Regions from separate parts of the Macaca mulatta genome. Here region 1 is linked to region 2. A link is a contact called in public Hi-C data. All regions are on one chromosome and are shown on one strand. Each heading gives the region's core, a stretch centred on a gene start, on an enhancer-like site or on the middle of the called end of the contact. The rest is flanking DNA. Distances are from core to core; before and after follow the strand shown.

The links. Hi-C and Micro-C count contacts between places; a contact is called where the count stands out from the background.
Region 1: a Hi-C map of fetal cortex germinal zone shows a contact between it and region 2, with 2.5 times the contacts expected there. The contact joins the promoter of MTMR12 here to the promoter of GOLPH3 in region 2. A contact is called at or near these places in 2 of 14 Hi-C or Micro-C datasets (blood and fetal cortex germinal zone).

What each region holds. Positions count from the first base shown.
Region 1 is chr6:33,692,902-33,695,971 of T2T-MMU8v2.0, forward strand. It overlaps MTMR12 (myotubularin related protein 12), which reads right to left and starts at 1,401. Exons shown (of 16, transcript NM_001266986.1): 1 at 1,223-1,401. The coding sequence starts at 1,303.
Region 2 is chr6:33,550,135-33,553,262 of T2T-MMU8v2.0, forward strand. GOLPH3 (golgi phosphoprotein 3) reads right to left here and starts at 1,652. Exons shown (of 4, transcript XM_015139792.3): 1 at 1,171-1,652. The coding sequence starts at 1,395.

The sequences.
Region 1 (3,070 bases), core at 151-2,650, 140 kb after region 2:
CCCACGTGCTTCTGCATTACAGAGGTGGGAGGACATCTGCAACAAATTTGGCGGTGATTCTGCACTTCTGCTGGAGAGAAGAGCAGAAAAAAACCTTCACAGATCCAAAATGAGAAGGCATCTCATTAGGCATTTGGATTAAGAACTATTACTCAAGATGCCCTGAGCAAGGCCTACAAGTTCTGATCTCTCTAACCTCCTCTCCTAGGACTGTCCCCCTTGTCCATGGGCCTCTGCCATGCTGGCTTCCTTGACGCTCCGCCAACCCTTCAGACACACTCCCACCTCACAACCTTCCCGGGGGCTGTTCTCTCTACCTGGATGACTCTTCTCTCAGACCCCTCACATCTTCAAGTCTCGGCTCAAATGCCACCTTTGCGCGGAGGAAAAAGATTTCTTTCCTTTACCACGATATTTATCGCCTCCTACTACACAGTATAATTTACTTAAATATCTATAATTCACCCTGTTTCTCCTCTCCCCCTCAAATAAGTTCCAGGAGAGCAGAGATCTCTGTCTTGTTCACTGATGTCTATCACAAGCACTTAGTGCCTGACACATAGTAGGAGCTCAAGTAGTATTATCTGAATGAATGAACAAACTTCTTGACCTGAAGATTCAGAACAGTAAGAAGTGGGTAGAAAGGATGATGGTGAGGGGATGAGGAGAAAGAAGCGACAGCGGAGAATTCCTAAGGGACCCCCGTTTCTCCCCGCAGAGCTGACGGGAGGCGGACGTAGGTGCAAGGCATCCCGCCAGCGGCACCCGAGGCACTCAGAGGTCGGCAGCGGAGGCCGGCGGGCTCCCGGGCTCACTGAGAAAGTCCAGAGGCAGGACGGACCCACGCGGGCTCCGAGCAGGCCCCGTTAGGGGCTCCGACCCCCGGCCCTACCCCTCCCAGCAGTGCCCACAACCCCAGGTCCTGGGCCAGAATCCCCAGGGGCGTTCTGGGCCGCAATCTCTTCTCGGCTCGGGCCCCTCCACCAGCCTCCAGCGGCCGGGCCCTGCGCTCGGGCACCTGCCTGCCTGCGCCAGGGTCCCCACTCTGGCCCGCGTGGAGGCCCCAGCGCGCCCCTGCGGCCTCAGCCCGCCTGGCTGCCCCATCGCCCGGCACAAGGGCAGGAAGCGCTCCGCGGCACTCCCCGCGGCAGGGAAGGGGCTCCCGGCGCCCCTCTCCCGGGCCGCCCCTGCCCCACGCCCCGCCTGCGCGGCGCCCCCTCACCTCAGGGCGTACGTACGACACGAAGGAGGGCTTGGGGGCCTTGGTGCCGCCGCCACCGCCGACTACTCCTTTCCCCAGCATACCGCCGCCCTGGGAAGCAGCGCCGCGCGGACGCAGAGGTGGCGGCTCGGGCTCCAGCTGGGGCAGCAGCGGCGGCCACCAGCACTAGCGGCTGGGGCTCCGCCCATCCCCAGGGCCGCGACCGCCGCGGTGCCGCCCGCATCCGGCTCCGCCGCTGACACCGCTCGCCCCGCCCAGGCCCGTGGGCCCCGCCCACCCCGCGCTCTGGCCCACAGAGCAAGGAGACCGCTACTGGAGGCCACGCCCACCCTCCCGCAGGAGGGTCTGACCCGCCGAGAATCACCACCTTCCTGCGGCAAAGCCCGCCCTCATGCTGTCTCTGACTGGCCAGAGGCGTTGCCGGCCGAACCCCCGCGCCCAACCCCTTCTTGAGTGAGTTTGGAGAGATGTTTCCTCTAACCAATCCAGAGAGGTTTCTCTCCGGACTTTCCGGCGATTGGATGGCGAGGATATAACCGTCGTCCAATGATCGTGCAGTCACCAAGTTGTCGTTAGCAGGGGTTCACGGCAGTCGTTTTCTGCCTTTTGCTTGTGTCTTTGGAATAAAACGTCAAAAAATGGGATGTGTGGAATCTTGCTATAGGAGTTCCCAACTTACATCGATGACGTTCAAGGTTTTTTATTTTATTTTATTATTTACTTTTGAGACGGAGTTTTGCTCTTGTCGCCTAGGCTGGAGTGCAATGGCGCGATCTCGGCTCATTGCAACCTCCGCCTCCCAGGTTCAAGTGATTCTCTTGCCTCAGCCTCCCGGGTAGCTGGGATTACAGGCTCCCGCCACTACATCCAGCTAATTTTTTTCTTTCTTTGGTCGTTCTGTCGCCCAGGTTGGAGTGCAATGACGTAGTATAGGCTCGCTGCAACCTCCGCCTCCCGGGTTCAAGCGATTCTCCTGCCTCAGCCTCCCGAGTAGCTGGGATTATAGGCGCCTATACTCACACCCGGCTAATTTTTGTATTTTTAGTAGAGACGGGGTTTCACCATGTTTGCCAGGCTGGTCTCAAACCCCTAACCTCGTGATCCGCCCGCCTCGGCCTCCCAAAGTGTTAATACTAGAGGCGTGAGCCACCGCGCCTGGCCGCTAATTTTTGTATTTTTAATAGAGACGGGCGTTTCACCATGTTGGCCAGGCTGGTCTCAAACTCCTGACTTCAGATGATCCACCCGCTTCGGCCTCCCGAAGGGCTGAAATTACAGGCGTGAGCCACCGCGCCCGACCTCAAGGTTTATTATTTTAAATGTAAACAAAAATGAGACAAATGGTGACTCACGCTTCTAATCCCAGCACTTTGGGAGGCCGAGGCGGGTGGATTTCTTGATCTTAAAAAACCCTCATTTTTTAGTCAAGATTGTAAAGAAAATTCATTTCAATTCTACATTTGGTGCCAAGCATTGTTAGTTGCAGATAAATAAGATAGAATCCATCTCTTAAGAAATTCAATCTAGTGGAAAAAACCTGATAAAAATTTGCAGTTAATTTTTTAGGTGTCAGGCACTGTGCTAAGTACTCTCATTGGTGACCTTGATTTTTACCCTCTTAATCTCCACATGCTCCCCCTTCCCAAACACACTTCAAATAAATATAAAATCTTAGTGAAAACAAATGTGCCTTCTTTTGCAAACATAGTTTCAACACAAGTCCTGCAGCTCCCTTTCCAGCTAGATTGCCACCTGTAAGCCTATTTGGTATAGCTGTGCTGCAGCCGCCACTGAGTTTCCTTATCCCTGTTTCCAGGTGACAAAACAGAGATGCAAGTAATTTGCCCA
Region 2 (3,128 bases), core at 402-2,901:
GGTTGCAGTGAGTGGAGACCGCACCACTGCACTCCAGCCTGGGCGACAGAGTGAGACTCCGTCTCAAAACAAAACAAAACAAAAATACAAAATTAGCCTGGCATGGTGGCGCATGCCTGTAATCCCAGTTACTCAGGAGGCTGAGGCAGAAGAATCGCTTGAACCGGGGAGGCGGAGGTTTCGGACCGCGGCATTGCACTCCAGGAGCTTGGGCAATAAAAGCGAAACTCCGTCTCAAAATAAACAAATAATCATTTCTTAGGCAAATGTAACAAATACAGCAGAACGTTATAGAATCTAGGAAAGAGTATATATGCATATGTATCTATCACTTTTTCAACTTTTCTGTATGTGAAAATTTTGGACACTGAAGTGAAAATAAATGCTTTCAAAGTCAGAATGCAAAGAAATATCTATTGCAACTTCAACCCACCTGAAAATCTGAGGCCTTTCATCAACTCACAAACCCACATTTCAAGCATTCGATGAAAAAATCCTTTCTTAAGACGGCAAGACTTTGAGATTAATCAACTGATAAAATATAAAAGCTATACTAAAAATAATCTCTAACCCAAGTCAAGTTCACCTAGAAAGTCATTTGCCAGGAGTTTTCATGAGAATTTTGACTTAACTTTACTCAGTAAAAGAGCTTTTCCCTCTATTACCACTTCGCCTACGTTTTTCCTAATTCCCAACAGTAAGCCTTAACTGAAGAAGAAAAACCCCAGCAAGCAGATCCGGGCACCCCTCCCAGGTCCTAAAACCTGCAAAAACCCAAGAGTTCGTGGCGCTGGTGGCGCCAGCTGTTTGTTTCCCGGGCAGTCTCCGGGTTGGATTTGCACCCTGGGGTCTACACGGGTTAAAAACGCGGAAAAAGGCGACGAAGAAATACAAACTGCCAGGGTGTCGAAATGAAAGGAGCGACTGTGAAAAGGGTAAGGAAAAATCCAAGCCATCTCTACTGGGAGGATCCGGAAAGCACCGGCCGCGCAGGGGGTCAACAAACTCCGACACTGCTCAGGGTCAGCTGGGCGCCACCGGGCGCGGGCTCCGGAGCGAGGGCAGGTGCGCAGGCCGGAAGCCTCGGGCGCTCACCTGGCACCTACCTGGAGCTCACCTGGCGCCCGGGCCCCGCGCCGCCTCCCCCCGCCCTGCCCGCCGCGTCCGCACCTCGCGGTCCTTGAGGCCCAGCAGGAGCACCTCCTCCATCAGGGTCAGCCGCGTTTCCTTGGAGTCGCCCTTGTCGTCGTCGTCCTGCTCGTCGCGGCGGCTCTGCGCGTCGTCCTCGCTGCTGCCGGCGCCGCCGCCCGCCGCCCGCTCCTTGTCGGCGGCGTTGCGGGAGGCCTCGGTGCGCCGCTGCACCAGGCCCGAGCTGCGCTGGGTCAGCGAGGTCATGGCTCCCGCCGAGGCGCCGAGCCGGGCCGAGAGGGACGCGGGACCGACCGGCTCGCCCTCCTCCTCCCCGCGCGGCCTCCGACCCGGGTTTCCGTGTTAAATCCGGACGCCGGGGCGACGTCCGTCGGCAGCAGGGCCGGGGGCAGTCATGAGGAGACAGGTCAGGGCGAAGCGGGCTGGCCGGGCGTCGGCGGAGCAGGAGAGGGGCGCCTTCCTGCGTGCGGCCGCGGCCCCCGAAACAGCCCGAGCTCCGAAACGGAGGCGGCGGCGGCGCCTTTCCAATATGGCGGCCCCGGCTGACGTCACCGGAGGATGTGGCAGAGTCGGCGCGGAAGAACTGGGCCGGGAGACGCCGGAAGCGGCGGGCGGGGACCCGGCGGCCGGACCCGGCGGGCGGGGATCCTCTGGCACTGCCGCCTACACCCTTCCTGGCCCTTGGTACTTGTCTTTTCCTTGTAGTTCCTGCGCCCCCTGACCCGCGGTCCTGTAGTCCCGCTCCCGTGACGTGCCCTCCCTCCTTCCGCTCCCCGTTTTGCCTTCACTACCCAGGGCTGGAGCCTGAACCTGGTGGGGCCCCCCACGAATCGGAAGAGCCTGGGCCACGTGAAGGTGGACCCCACTCAGCCTCCAGCCTTGCCCTCCGCGCCTCAGACACCGCCGTCTTCGGAGGCGGCTCCGCGGCGGTGTGGAAGGGGTCCCATTTGGACTCCGGGGTCCGCAGGAGTGGCAGGAAGCGCTTCGCTCGCGGCCACTGGGAGAGGAGGGGCGCGCTTTCTGCCGGGACTCCCTAACCCTTTAGAAGAAGCAAGTGCGTCCAAATGGTTTGAAAGTGGACCTTTAGTGTTTTCCAGGAGTAAGAAGATAGAACAATTGACCAGTTTTGTTTGTAAAACTTCTTTTCTTGCCTTGGACTTCTGCTATAAAGTGACCAGGGCGTAGTGAGTACAGTTAGTGCCGCACACGTTAGCACGCTCAACCTTAACGATCTTTTTATAGAGACAATAAACCTGCAGGGTTTCATGCCACGTCTTTGTACGCATCAGATCTCTCTCCGTGTAGTTACTAAGTGAAATCCTCTCGGCGTATGCAAATTACGTTAAAAAATAGCTGTCAAACCTGAGTCAGGAGTTGGAGGAGTAGAGGGTGGCGCTTATAAGTGAAACAATCAGGAATGGCATTGTGTGCCATCCTGTATTAAACAATGTATGGACAGAGTGGAACAACAGCAAAGCAAAAAATAAAAATTTAAAAAAAAAAAGTGATCGTAGGCTGTGGCTAAAGAGTGGTTTAGATGGGTTCTCTTTCCACAAATCCATTATCCAGAACTGCTGCTGCCTACCATCGCATGCCCTGGAAAGTGACAGTGCTAAATGAGGGGAAGAGAGGGTCCAGGGGGAGCACCAAGTAGACCTTCCCTTTTTCCCACCTGTCTGGGCGAAGGTCGATTTCACCTCAACCAATTTCTCCCATTCACACCCTCTTTTGACTTTTTTTCTACATCTCTTTTCTGATTTTACCAAATATTGTAGCTTGAAATGTTTCTTTCTAAAATAAATGTGATGAATTTATTATTTGAAAAAAGTTAACCAGGAGTTGTGGCCCACATCTGTAGTCTCAGGTCCTCAGGAGGCTGAGGCAGGAGAACCACTTGGGCCCAGAATTTGAGGCTGCCATGAGGGTGATCGCGCCACTGCATACCAGCCTGGGAGACAGAACAAGACCCTGTCTCAAAA